Linked DNA regions of Mus musculus: region 2 is linked to region 1. The links are chromatin contacts, called in public Hi-C maps. All regions are on one chromosome and are shown on one strand. Each heading gives the region's core, a stretch centred on a gene start, on an enhancer-like site or on the middle of the called end of the contact. The rest is flanking DNA. Distances are from core to core; before and after follow the strand shown. Region 1 overlaps Srpk2 (serine/arginine-rich protein specific kinase 2). Region 2 holds the start of Srpk2 (serine/arginine-rich protein specific kinase 2).

The links. A called contact is a pair of places that touch in the nucleus more often than the background predicts.
Region 2: a Hi-C map of rod photoreceptor shows a contact between it and region 1, with 3 times the contacts expected there. The contact joins the promoter of Srpk2 here to the enhancer-like site in region 1. A contact is called at or near these places in 2 of 39 promoter capture datasets (the C10 cell line and the HPC-7 cell line), 1 of 484 Hi-C or Micro-C datasets (rod photoreceptor), 7 of 115 datasets of contacts at active chromatin or transcription factors (the HPC-7 cell line, the SCID.adh cell line, embryonic forebrain and 4 more) and 2 of 9 other capture datasets (adipose tissue and liver).

Annotation. Positions count from the first base shown.
Region 1 is chr5:23,574,945-23,582,375 of GRCm38.p6, forward strand. All of the region lies in intron 2 of Srpk2 (serine/arginine-rich protein specific kinase 2), which reads right to left. Among named protein-coding and RNA genes, the nearest start is that of Srpk2, 97 kb to the right of the region's middle. Within about 2 kb of position 3,132, at least 38 of the 459 cell types and tissues checked have an H3K27ac peak or open chromatin away from gene starts, as enhancers often do. A contact at or near this core is called in embryonic forebrain, rod photoreceptor and stem cell-derived neural progenitor cells, where this site is marked.
Region 2 is chr5:23,672,327-23,679,757 of GRCm38.p6, forward strand. It overlaps Srpk2 (serine/arginine-rich protein specific kinase 2), which reads right to left and starts at 3,641. Exons shown (of 16, transcript NM_001359173.1): 1 at 3,532-3,641; 2 at 3,394-3,448. The coding sequence starts at 3,547.

The DNA.
Region 1 (7,431 bases), core at 1,882-4,381:
TCTGAGAGAATTCAAAATGCACACAGGAAATAAATGAAATCCTAGAGTGCTGTAGACAATTTGTAGCCAGCAAACACGTCAACTGAATAAATTAAGGATGCAGTGCAGCGGTCATTCCTTCACCATCTCAGGTTCTCAAGAGTCACGTGTTCTCTGGTAGCAGTGTAATATGGGCAGAACAGAACATTTCTATAACCAAATTCTGGCATCCCCTGATATATTCAATAATATGATTAAGCTATAAGGATTTATAATACTCTTCTCTACGGTTTGTTTGAAATAACTTGAAGTTTTAAACTAGACAGTAAAATGGTAAATACAACCAGGATAGACAATTCCAGTACCTAAGTACCTTTGCCTCAGCAGGTCTTCTTACTGAGAGTCATCCTAGCGACAAACAATGACACTGAAGCATCACGATGTCACTCAACAGAAGAACAGCAGTGTGATACAACACTGGGAAGCCACACAACAAAACCGCCTAAAGGAATTAGGATTTACCATGCCTGGCTCATTTGTTTATCATAACAGTAATGGAGAGGCTGAGGCAGGAGGACTGCTGTAAGCTGGAGGCAAAACAAGAAATAGTGATACTCTGCCTCAAGAAAAGGGAAGGGGAGAAGGAGGAAGAGGAGGAAGGCAAGGAGGAGGAAGAACCAGGTGGTAAGGGGGCATGCCTATAATCCCAGCATCCACAAGCAGATCTCTGAGTTTGAGGCCAGCATGATCCACATGGTGAGTTCCAGGGCAGCCAGGACTATCCCGAGAAATCCTGTCTCAGACAAACAACAAACAAACAAACAAACAAAGATTTGGACAAATAATAATATTAAGATAACAGTTTCATTTACAATGACATTAAAACTAAAGTACTTAGATATAAACTTAAAGGAAGTTCAAAGCATAATATAAAAGCTATAAAACATTGCTGGAAAAAATACCGAAGACCTAAATAAGCAGAGGGCCACCTCATTTCTGGTCGGAGAACGAATACTGTTAAGAAGACAGCACGTCCCAACTAATCTGTGAATTCAATGTAATCTCTATGAAAATCCTAGCTGCCTTCTTTGCAGAAGTTGAGCCTCTGTGCTAGGCTTCATGTGGAAACACACTCCAGAAGAGCCCACAGAAGCGGGGAGAGCAAAGTGCCTGATCACTCACACTTTCCAATGTCAAAGCGTACAGCAAAGCAACAAGGGTCAGCACAAGCGCCACTGCACAGGAACGGATAATGGAGCGGTGCCGTCCAACTGCAAGCGCACACGTGTAATCTTATATAAGCTGATTTTTAACAAGGGTGCCAAGATCATCCATATAGGAAAAGAACAGTCTGTTCACAAATGGAGATCGGACAACTGCATACATACATGCATCGACGAGTAAAGCTGGATCCAAATACTCTGAACAAAGTCCTAAAGCTGTCAGCTTAGCTGTGACACTCCTAGGGAAAATGGTTTCCACTATTAACAGTGAGAAAAGTAAAAAGCAAGCCACAATAAAAAAGCACTCCATACCCACGAGAACAGAAATAATCATAAAGATAGGGACCTGTTGTAGGGGATATGCAAAAACAGGAACTGTCCAGCAGTTTCCCAAGAGGCTGGCCTGCTCCCATAAGCCTCAGTACCGGCGACTGATACAACCTCCAAAAGCAAAAGCACACGTCCACACAAAAGCTGCACATGAGTGCTCACAGGAGCAACCCATCCCATCCTGGTGTGAGGATGAAACCCACAGCCTCACACACGAAAAGCACGAGCATTCTCTACCATTGCACTGCAAGCCTAGCACTATTATTTATTGTGACCAGAAGAGCAAACAATCCAAATGTCAACAACCATGACAAACAGCCATGGTAAATACAATGATGGCAAGCAGATTAAATGGATTTGACAATATGAGGTGCTGATTACACTAACATCACACACCCCTCAGCAGAGCAGGGCAGGGGAGTCATATGTCCATAGGGAGCTCTTGGGGTGGGGTGGAGAGCATCTCAGATTTCACTCACTCATATTTGCCTAGAATAAATAAATCCACAGACAGAGGTAGATAAATCACTGCTGAAGGCTAAGATGGTGGGGAAACAGGTGATTTCTCCAAATAGCATTAACTTCAAGCAGAGAAACAGAATATGAATTTCTGACTTGCAAATGAGCATTGTTATTCCAACCGGAGAAGGTGACCACATAAGCAGCAGCAGGAAACATTTTCTAAGGAAGCAGCCCCTCATTCAAATGGGGAAGGGAGCAGGCTGGAGAATCACAGAATGAGCTCTCCCACCAACAGCCAACAAGGAAACTCAGAACACAATCTGGAGCTCTTTGAGTTACAGAGCAGGGGCCTCCCCATAAATCCCAAACCTCCTCTCTTGGAAAGTGTTTCTGTTTAATTTTACAGCTAACTGCTCAGTCTTGAAATCCTCAAATCAAGAAATTAATTTAGGATGCTAGGGTTGGGGACAATCCCAGGGACAAAGTAAAAACAAAGCTGCTTAGGAGAAATATACTACCACCTGGGACCAATGCTAAGTCCACAGTTAAGAGCAAACCAAAAACGTAAATAAATAATATGAGCATACAAAATCGTATATCAGATATTAGCATTACAAAACATGACGACAAAAACGTAGTTTCCAAAAACCCATGGATATCAGACTCTGCGGGTGCTCAATTCTCTTAGGTTAAGTGCTATGTTAGTTAGCTGCATGTAACCTGTGCATGTATTTCAAACCATCTCTAAGTAATTTATATATGTCTAATAAAATATAAATGCTATGCAAGTAGAAGTTATGCCATGAGGCCTGTACGTGCTCGGGAGACAGACCGTTTGCCTCCTATCTGAACAATTCCAATCCTCAGCAATTATGAAATCCACAGATAAGGATGATCCATAATTTTCATAAAAATAAAAGTAAATCAATGGGTTACTGAGGGACAAGGGCTGTAAAATATTAACTATCTAGACAACAAACGCAACTTGAAGGTGAATCTGAAGACACTAGTAGCGACACTGAGTCAGAAAATAAAACTACAAAAGAAAAGCAGAAGCCAGCATGGGGTTGGGGAGGACAGCTGTCATCCTAGCAGCTGGCAGGCAGAAGCACAAAGACCCATGCATTCAAGGCTGACTTGGGCTACATAGTGAAGTCTGTATCCTGCGCACAAATTAAATGAAATAGGAAAGACTGGGGCCTGGAGGAGAGGCCCAACCTCTGCTGATCATTTGGAGGCCTTTGAAGACAGAAAACAGAAGCCACGATGAGAAGTAAAGACAGCTGAGAAGTGGTCAGGAGTAAAGAACATGCTTTCTCAGATTCAAAAAGGACAAAACAGGCTATGATGTCAAAGTCCCCAACACAGTAACAGAAACAATGGCACAGGAGAGCATGCTTAGTGACCCTAGCATGCTCAGTGGACATCTGCCTAACATTCATATACATAGTGAAAATGTATTTTCAAAAAGATTAAAAAGCTAAATTTATTTTCCACAGACCCTCTTCTAAAGGAATACAAAATAGACTTCAAGAAAACAAGAAATGATCATGTCACAAGGTCTAAAGTCCAAGAAAGCATGCAATACCTGGCAGACTAGTGAATGGTAATCATGTCTGAATATGTGGAGTGTGTACCTTCAGGCCAGCAATGAACATACTATTTATAATAATGGTATTTTTAAAACCAGACACTTGCTGGGCATGGTGGTAATCGCCTTTAATCCTCGAGTTCAGGAGGCAGAGGCAGGTGGAGTTCTGTTCTGTGATCTTAAGGCCAACCTTATCTACCTAGCAAGTGCCAGGCTAATCAGTGTCTGCCTGCCTGTCTCTATGGGGTGGAGATGGGGAGAAGAGGGGAGGGAGGAGAGAGAGGTAGGAGAGCGATGGAGCCCTTTAGCACTATCCTATCCTAGTGTTTCACTGATTCAATCTTTACAGCAACTGTGACGCAACACAATTATTCACCCTATTTTCTATCTGAGCAATAATGAGATTGAGGAGGTGGTGAATAATGTGAAAGGGAAGGAACTGCGCTTGCCTTAAAACAGTTCGCCTGGAACTATTTCTAGGCCAGCAAACCCTGGGACAGAACATTAAGTGGCAGGTTGCTGGCACTAAGGCAGGAGGACCAAGAAACGTGCAGGAAGTACAGCAAGGGGGTGGTGAGAAGAACCACTGCAGTGCGTACACTCTCTGAACTTGGACTCTATCACATAGCATAACCCAGTCTACACTGCAGGAGAGTCTGAGGCAGGTGCCCCTGGAGCCATAGTAAACAGTATTAACAGACACAGACAACTACCAAAGCCAGGAGGTACAAGTTCCCTTTTCCAACTGGCCTTGTCTGCTTGTCTTTTTAACTTTAATATACTTTTTAAAAGATAACACAATGATGACTCAACAGTTGAAAATACTTGTTGCTTTTCCAGAGGTCCCAGGCAGGTGACAAGTGTCGATAAGTCCAGTTCCAGGGATGTGATGCTAACTTCTGGCCTCTGCAGGTACCAAGCATGCATGTAGGACATATACATACAATCCTCACACATAAAATAAATTCCTACAAAAGGGATAAATTGCAACTGTATAATGAAATCCTAATCAGCAATAATGAACATGAACTCAAAAGCCAAAGAAGCAAAGCACAACAATCTATATATCAGAAGATACCATTTTGAAGAATAAAGTTTCAGCAACAGACAGGGCACACACAAGAGGTTGCTAGGAACTAAGAAGTCAGAGCGATCTCTGACCACAAAATGTTTTCCCATGATTGTGGTTGCACTGGTTATTAAATTATGTACCTAAAAATACTAACCTTGTTATTTTTATGTAACCAGCAGGCCCACATAGCCATCAGTGGCTGCTTTCTGTGAGCTACTAAGAACATGTTTTCATCTTATTCCAACTAATTTAATTTAGCACAAATAAGAAGGGGGAGGAGGAGGAAGACGAGGAGGGTTTAAGCTATTCACAGTAATTAACATTTACACATGGGAAACTCAGTACTGACATTCACCCTAATTTTAGAGCATTTACTACCTTGCAAGAATAATAATTAACAGATGACGTCAACAAAACATTTAATGTTAGACTTCAAAAGACTATGGACATGGTCAAATACTCCAACACTCCAGGACCAATGGAAAGGGCGATCTATAAAGTGTGTTCCAGCCTAGATAGGGAGGTATAACAAGACCCTGTTACTTATACACAAACGCACAAATGCACACACACAACCGAAAGGAAACTTGCCTTAGGTGGCACAGAAGTTAGAAACATAAGGTTTCTGAGAATGGTACCCACTAAACCAAACCCAGTAAATTTCTCTTACATCAGAATGCAGGCATTCTGTGTGAGCACCAATATGTCTGACAATTGAAGGACCCCCTAAGAGTATCCAAACTGTGAACTTGACAAAGACCTCCTCCTTCTAAGCATCGCATCAGCACATGTCAGATAAACTGCTGACGCTGGCTATGTCAGAACTGTGCTGTTCTCTCCTGGAGTGTCACGGATCCTGGTATTCTCCCCTCCTAGTCCAGATTCTACTTGATTACCACACTATAGAAAGAAAGAGTCTTCAGTTATTTGTTCAGGAAAGATTTACACAGCTCAAGCTATACAGCTAAACTGAGTAACTCTTCTGTATGCAACCAAGAAGTGAACATGTTAACTGTAATAAATAAATATTAAAATAAAGCAAAAAGTGTTTAATAAATTCTTTTTTTTTTCATTCTTAATCAGAGCGGGGGTGGTTGGGGTAACACCCCAATCTGAGGGTCACCAAAGAGGCCAGAGATTCCCCTGAATCTAGAGTTACAGATAGATTTAAGCTACCTGACATGATTGGTGGGAACTAAACACGGGTCCTCTAAGACAGCAATTGCTTAGCCATCTCTTCAGTCACACACATTCCTTAATTATCACGCAACCCCATCATCCAGTTTCTAGAGCTTGTTATAAGGTCTATGTTAATAATAAAATATGGGGGGGGGGCTGGAGAGATGGCTCAGCAGTTAAGAGCACTGACTGCTCTTCTGAAGGTCCTGAGTTCAAATCCCAGAAACCATATGGTGGCTCACAACCATCTGTAATGAGATCTGGCGCCCTCTTCTGGTGTGTCTGAAGACAGCTACAGTGTACTTACATATAATAAATAAATAAATATTTGGGCCAGAGTGAGCGGGGCTGGCACAAGCAGAGGTTCTGAGCTCAATTCCCAGCAACCACATGATAGCTCACAACCATCTGCACAGCTACAGTGTACTCATATATATATATATATAATAAATAAATAAATCTTTAAAATAATAAAAGATGGTAAGAAGGAGAATACTCACTTGCTTGTTAAGAAAGAATATAGAGTTGAAAGAAGACAAGAAGGAACAAGGTATCCACAGCCTCACTAAGAAAACATCTACTCAGGAGGGACTACGTCCATGAGCATATATGGCAGCAGAAGGGCTCCATATACTTTTATTGCTGATATACTACATGCCACAGGAGTAGAAGCAAAAACTGTTAGAAAGGTTAGGATCATGTTTTGACATCCAAATAATGAATCTTAGATTCACCTGGATAGGAAATAAAATGCAACAACATTAATTCACTTTGAACGTAGTTCACAACAGGCCTAATTAGGATTGTCCACCACAATCTGCAAAGAGCAAAGCCAGGGAGAGTCTGGCTCAATAGGTCTGGAATGTGGTCTGGGCACTTGTTACTAGGAGACACAGCCAGCTATGTTAGACATCACCATGAGTCATAGTCTAAGGGCATGGAGACCAACACCTGGTAGGCACAGGACCTACATGAGTTTGAAGCCAGCCTGGTCTTCACAGCAAGTTCTAATACAGAGACAGCTACACTGTCTCCAAAAAAAAAAAAGGCATAATCATTTCTAACGAGATCTACTGGCAATTTATCAAAGCATGCTTAATGCAAAAGATAAGCCAAAAGTAAAAAATAAAAAACAGATACAGATAAGAAAAGGCTGATAGAAACATGACAGACCAAAGGATTTCCAAAGCAGGACTTCTATCCTTATCAATATATATTTCTTTAAAAGTTAATTATACTGTGTGACCAGGCATAGTGGTACATGCCTTTAATGCCAGCACCTGGGAGGCAGAGACAGGTGGATCTCTAAATTCAAAGCCAACCTTGTCCTAAGTTCAAACACAGCCTAGGCTGGCCTTAAACCTTGACCCTCCTGACTCAATCTCTCTAGTACAGTGATTAAGGTGTCTTAATGATATTGTACCCTCAGCTACAATATCATTTTAATAGGCACAGGTACTTCATCAAAAAAGATCAAAACCACTTAACCATGTCTTCATAGGCTCTAGCCTAAAGACTGTATATAACATAAAAGCATCTTTGTCACGTGTCATCTTTGATGGTAAGGTTTTCCTTATGGTGACTTGTAACTTTAT
Region 2 (7,431 bases), core at 2,391-4,890, 98 kb after region 1:
ACTTAAAAGCTAGGAAACTCTTTTTGAATGTCAATCTGGCACACGTGTGCTCTCCAACTCCTTACGTGACCTCACCAGCCACCCCAACCTCACTAACTAACTGCAGGAGCACAGACATGCCATTGTGCAAGTGTCTCCATGGGCGGCGGCCAGCCACTCAGGCTCAAGCCCTGCCTTCTCTTGTAGTTATTACTGTTAATGCTTCTTCAAGTCTCAGCTAGAGCACTCTCCTGGTTTCCAGTGTACTTTTAGATTACAAGTTATAGTCATAATATGTAAAACATTATATGCACAACATATATCTAATACAGAACAATAAATCTACTGAAAATCTAGGGAAATATTTACACTGCTAGAAAATAACTTTATACTATAGAAAAGGACTGAGGACTTCCTTAGTAAGACTAGAAAATATGCAAATTGTGGCATACTTACTCAATGGAGGTCTATAAAGCAGTAAAAATGAGCAAGTTAATGGTACTTGTCCCATACAACATGGACAAGTCTGAAAATAAGTTGAGAGAGAAATCCCATACGTGTGTGCTTTATATGAAGTTCAAAACAAACAAAACTAATGTTTTGGTGGTGGTGGTGGTCGGGTTTTTTTTATTTTGGTTTGTTTGTTTGTTTTGCTGGGAGTGGGTGGGGGTGGGGAAGGTTCTAGCCAGGGTTTCTCTGTGTAAAAGCCCTGGCTGTTCTGGAACTCACTCTGTAGACCAGGCTGGCCTCAAACTCAGAGATCCTCCTGCCTCTGCCTCTTATGTGATGGGATTAAAGGCATGTGCCACCACAACTGGCCCCAAAAGAGAGGCCTACAGTATGGAGACTAAGGAAAAAGGACCTCAATTCTGAGACAAATTGGACTTTATAAACATACCCAGGAAGCTGAGTGCAATTCATAAAAGCCTACAGAAACAAATGAACTAAGATTAAAGAAAGCTCCGTTTGCATATAAGGAGGAAATTATGTTGAACATAGACCACACTGCATCAGGCCAGGCCCAGCCACATCACTCAAGCTTGCCAGTCACTACCACAGTTTAAAAGTAAGTCTCCTCCAGACTTAAAATGTCTCATCATCAGGACTCTTCAATGTAGATTTAAACAAGGCGGGTGATTCTAACCTGTCAGAGCTGTCTGTGAAATGAAGAAAACCTAAGACCCCAGCTTCCTCAAGTCCCTTCTCTCCAGTGCTAGTCCTTGAACCTAGAAAGCAGTTTTGCATTTATCATGTCTGATGACAGGCTAGCTCTGTCCTCACTCCCACCCCATCCCCACACGCAGACAACACCTTGTGCTGAAAGCTACAATTAAACCCAAGCATCCACTCAGACAGCTGCTAAATTTCCATGGTTCACCAAAAGAAAAACTTAGGGTTTTCATTAGTTAGAACCAGCACTACTTTTTAAGGTTTTCTTTTATGAATTTTGCCTACATGTATATATGTTTAATACATGTATGCAGCTGCCCATCAGACACCCTGGAACTGAGGATAGTGATGGTTGTGAACCATGATTTTGGTGCTAAGAACTAACCAGGTACCTCTGCAGGAGCAAGAAGCTCTTAACTACTGAGCCACGATAGCACTTTGAGGGGTGGGAGGGTGAAACAGGGTTTCTCTGTATAGCCCTGGCTGTCCTGGAACTAGCTCTATAGATCAGGCTGGCCTCAAAACTTACAGAAACTCTCCTGCCTCTGCCTCTCCAGTGTTGGAATTAAAGGTATGTACCATCACTGCCCCGGGGAAATAGAACTAGTTTTTAAAAAGCATAAACTATCAGAAGCCTACATTGAGTTTCAGCATTTTAAATATCCCATATCTGATATCTGAGCCAGGGAGATGGCTCAGGGTAACAGTGCTTATCACCATGCCTGACAATTGGAGTTCAATCCCACAGACCTACACATAACAGAGAATCAATCCTTTTCTCTTTCTTTCTTTCTTTCTTTTTCTTTTTTTTTTTTTTTCCTACAGACCCAGTATTCCCAGGTAGTCTCCCATCTGAATACTAACCAGGCTTGATCTTGTTCAGTTTCCGAAGCTATGGTCAGAGAATCAAACGCTGAAAGTTGTTCCTTGACTTCCACAGGTGTCAAGGCTCTTACACATCCAAACCCAAACACACACACAAAATAATAAAAATAAAAACCTTTTTTAATTTTCAATGTTTACCTTCCAATTTTCAAGTCTTTTTGCCTCCTAAAAATAGATTTCTTTCATATTTATATATCCACATCTTAGGAAATCCTATACATACAGTCAAGTTATATTCAATTTTGAATGAAGACAATCCTGCCAGTTTTCCTAGATGTCACCAAATGTGTGGGAAATCCCTGCTGGGCCAATACAAATTATAACCACCACCTAAGAGAGCAGAGGGTTATCCCACCCCTTGCAAAATAAAGATAGACAAATATTTCGTAATTTTATTAAAGGCGAATTCTGTCTTTCTCTATAGTACCAAAGACACCACACAAATTTCTTGCGCAAAAGGAACAGCGAAGCAAACAATGTGAGCAAAGATGTTGATAGCTGGTCCAGCAAACCCAGAGAGAGAGGAAAGAGAAACACGCGGCGGCGCTCTGACGCCTAGGAAAACCCAGCTCTCGGGGAAAGGCTTCTCCGACAGCAGCTGCCCAACTGGGCTGCAGGTCCAGGCTGGAGGTGGCTGGCGCTGGCACATTTGAAATATCATAGTCGGTGGATCCAGTCCGGAGCACCACGCGGGACCCGCCCGCGCACACACCCACAGCCCACTGCAGCAAGCGACCTGGGCGCAGCCGCAGCACGCAAGTAACGCTCGACCCGAGCAGAAAGTTTCGAATGAAAAACCCGAGCGCCGAAACGCACCGGTCCCGGAGCTGAACTCACGCCAGGAACAACGCCCGGAGCCAAACCACTTGACAAGCAGCTCGGGTTTTCAGCTGGCTGGCCCAGGCGGGACCGGGAGGTGGCAGAGGCGGCAGCGCACTGGCTCCCGCAGCCCAGGTGTCAGCCGCGCCGCCGCCTCCCTCCCGTGCCCACTATCCGACCCGTGCGGTACAGGCACTGGGGTGCGGATCAGGGATGTGGATAAGGGGCTCAGGATACGGATCAGGGACGCCGATCCGGGGCGCGGGATGAGGATCGGGGACGCGGGGCACGGGGCACGGGGCGCGGGGTCGAGTGCAGAGCCCGGGCGGCTCGCAGGCTGACGGGCCAGGTCGCGGCTCCGGAACCCGCGGCCGCGCGCCCCTCCCCCCACCCCTCCCCCGCCGGGGCACGTAGAGCCGGCGCCGCGTCCCGGGAGACCCACCGCCCGCGGCCCGGGGACCGGGAAGCTCTGCCTGCGCGGCCGCAAGCAACATTCAGCGAGGCGGGGCGGGGTCGGGACCAAGCGCCGCGCGGACTCACTTTTTCGGATGTTTCTCTCTTTTCGGCCTCCGCTTTCGGGCCTGAATGGCCAGCACTGGGGAGAGAGAAGACACATTAACGGTCGGGTTGGCCGCCTGCGTGCCGCGAGGCGGGGCGGGGGCCGCTCGCGCCGCTCACCTTTCCTGGAGCTCATTCCGACTCGGGGCAGCCAGGCGGGGGGCTCCGCGGCGGAGGCGGCGGCGACGCGACAGTCAGCCGCACCGGGATGCAGCCTCCACTCGCTCGCCGGCCGAGGAGGCGGGAACCGCGCCTGCGCCGCCGCGGCCTCTCCCGCGGGGGCCAATGAGACCCGCCCCCGCGGCCCCGCCCCGCAGCCCCGCCCCCTCCGCGCCCCCCTCCGCAGCTCTGGAGCACGGGGGTCCGGACCCCGGCCGCGCCCTTATCACTCGCTCGGCGGCCCACCTGTGCTGAAGGGCGGTTGCGCGCTCACGGTTCCCCGCGCCCACGGCCCCCTCGCCCACGGCCTCCCGCGCCCACGGCCTCCACCTCCTTGCTTTTACGGCCGCCGCAGGCCACCCGTTCCCGGGCACTAGGCCCAGCCGCCGACCCTTCCTCCCAGCCACCGCTCCGCACCCCGGCTGGTCGTGCCGCACGCCTCTCCATGCGCTCTTCCTTGGCCAGCGCCTTGGCGGGTCTCTCGCCACCTCTCTCAGGCGGCCTCCTCTATCCCTTTGCATCTCTACATCCTTGCATCCCTATGAGCGCCGCTTCCTCCTCTCCGGCGGGCGTGGAAAGGGCACAAGACCAAGAGCTGAGGAACCTGGGTCCTTGAGTGTCTGTGTGACCTTGGAGAAGTGATTTTCCTCTCTTTTCCTACTCCATTAGGCTGCGTGAGTTTAACGAAGGAAAGATGCACACAGCTTAAATGGAAAGTTTGTCACAGAAAGCCTAATTTTCTAAATACCATGAGATAAGAGCCTAAAACAGCAATCATGCCAAAAAGTGATTTTTTTTTTCTTCCTCCTATAATGGGGAAACTAAACCCTAAATAGGTCAAACAGTTCTACCAGCCTGTATTTCTATTCAGGCCTGGCTGGTTTCTCTTTCTGCCTTCCCAGGCTACCTGGTTTCTCTTTCTACCTTCCAAGGCTATCTAAGATGCAAATCACGCTGACTGACACGTAGTTACCACTTCAGTGTTCTCTTGTCTCTTTGAACAATTACAGTATCTTAAAGATACTGGTCCTGAACACTCAGTCCTTCATTGGTTACAATTGTATCGTTGAGTTACAACTGTATCACTGAGTCTTACTCTAAAGATGTCCCAACAAACAGGAAAGGCCGCTCCAAGTTTGAAAAGATTTTACTTTCTCCATTTTTTTTTTCAAAAAATCTGAAACATACAAGAAAAATGCAGTAATCGGCACTATTAACCCACATTCACTAGGTTTTTTTTAAACGTTTCTCCACAGTTGCTCTGTGTGTGTGTGTGTGTGTGTGTGTGTGTGTGTGTATGCATATGGTGTATTTTGCTGAGTCATTCAGTAGTTTGCAGACTGTTACCCTCCACCCCAAAAGATTTCAATACATATCTACTAAAAGCAAAGATTTTTTTTTTCTACATAATCAGAACGTTATCACTCTAAGAAAATCCAATAAAATATGTTTGGCGACATTTTTTTTCCAACCCAAGGTCATCCGTTACTGTTAGTGCCCATGTGTTTTTAAGTGTGTTTAGAATAATCCCTGGGTTGGGACTTTTTTTTTTTTTTTCTGATACTTTCCCTGAGTTCCAAGGCAGGCCTTGAATTTACAATGTAGCCAGTCTAAGTACACCTGCGTTGCAGGCCTCTTGCCTTACTTAGCTTCTCAAGTGCATGGAAGACAGGCATGCACCACTAACAGTGACTATTTTGAAGAATCTAGTTCTATTTTGCAGAATGTGCATCAGTTTTAATTTTGTTTGCCTAGTACTACAGTAAGGTTAGTAACTTAAGTGCGATGTATAGATGCATAGATGGTGTGTGACATCAAGATGTCAGTGTAGCCAGGCGTGGTGATGCAAGCCTTTAATCCCAGCACTTGGGAGGAAGAGGCAGGCAGATTTCTGAGTTTGAGGCCAGCCTGGTCTACAGAGTGAGTTCCAGGACTGCCAGGGCTACACAGAGAAACCCTGTCTCGAAAAATCTAAATAAATAAATAAATAAATAAATAAATAAATAAATAAATAAATAAATAAAACTTAAGAGGTAGAATGTTTACCAGAATGAAGTCATGGACCCTACCCAGGTTCACTTCCCAGATACCAGAAAAAGAAAACAGAAAAAAAAAAAAAAAACACAGATTATTGAGCATTCCGGAACTCTTGCATATTGGAAACATTAAAAGCTGTGTCAGCATCTAATGGAACTGCAAAATGGCATGTGGACATTCACTGAGGAAAAGCTGGTCAGTTCCTCAAAAACTAATCATAAAATTGCCAACGATTCCACCGATAGGTATATTTCCACAAACGTTAAAAACAGATGAATCTTTCCACAAGCCTGTGAAGCCAGCACAGGAGGCAAACAGAGACATGAGTTCAAGACTCGCCTGGGTTCTAAGCCAGCCAGTGTTGGGGATTTAATTTATGCTTACATGGAAATTCACACATCTGCTACAGGTCCTTGCCAACAGTTGATTATTTGACTGATCAATAAGGAGCCAACAGCCAATGGCCGGCAGGCAGATGAAGGCGGTACTTTGAGGATGCCCAAGAGGAAGCTGAGAGAAGCAGCAGAATCCCCAAGACTGGGAAGCAGAGAGGTCAGATTTAAGAGCCCCAGGGGCCACTCCCCTGATTGTGTCTGGGTTAACAGAGATAAAGTATAGATTTACCAAGTATTAAATTCAGGAATATTGGTCAGGAGTGGCCCAACCATTGAGCTAGTTAAGACATATCAAAATATAAAGGTTGTGTGTGTGTGTGTGTGTGTGTGTGTGTGTGTGTGTGTGTGTGTTTTCATTCTCAAATCCAGATAACTCTGGTGCTCTGCTGTCAAGAAGTGTGATCACCCAATCACCTGACAAGCTCAGAGCAGTGTAGCAGATTATTGCGACAAGCCAGGGCTGCTTGACAATTTCCTGAATTAAAAAACAAATCAATCTCTGGACAGGAAGATTAATATCTACAGTATAACAGTGACCAAAATGTACAAAGTGTGGAGTGTGGTGTTGAATGCCTGTAATATAAACACTCAAATAGAAAGAGACAGGAGGATGGTCACAAGTCCCAAGCCAGGCAGAACTAGAGTCCCAGTCACTGTTGTATTTCTGTGAAGAAACACCATGACCAATTCAACTCTTACAAAAGAAAGCATTTAATTGGGGACTTGTTACCGTTTTGGAGATTTAATCTCTTATGATCATTGCAGGGAGCATGTCAGCACACATGCACTGGATCAGTAGCTGAGAGCTAGTTCTTGCTCCTCAGGCAGAGGGGAAGAGGGGAAGCCTGGCATGTGGCGTGGGCTTTTCTCCAACACAACATCCAAACCCTTCTCATCCTTTCAAAAAGTTCCCCTTCCCAGTGACTAAGCACTCAAATACACGAGTCTCTGGGGGCCATTCTTATTCAAACCATCACATTGTACTCTCTAACCCCCATGGGCTTATAGATATACCAAAGGCAAAAAAATGTATTCAGTCCAACTTCACAAGTCCCCATAGTTTATCACAGTCTCAACACTGTAACCTCCCCCCAATAAAGTCAAAATGAAAAAAGAAAATCTCATATTTCTAACATACAATGGCCCCGGATATACATAACTATTCCATAAATAAGGACTGGGAGCACACTGAGGAAATACTGGACCAAAGTGATACTGTAAACCAACAGGGCAAACTCCAAACTGCAACTCCATGCCAGAGTGCCCTTCAGATCTCCAACTCCTTTCAGCTTTGTTGAGTACAACACACTTCTCTCTCTTGGGCTGTTTCCACTCCTGGTCTACAGCTCTCCTCGGCAGGTATCCCACAGCTCTGGCATCTCCAACATCTTGGGGTCCAATGAAATTCAGGCTTCGCCTTCACAGCTTC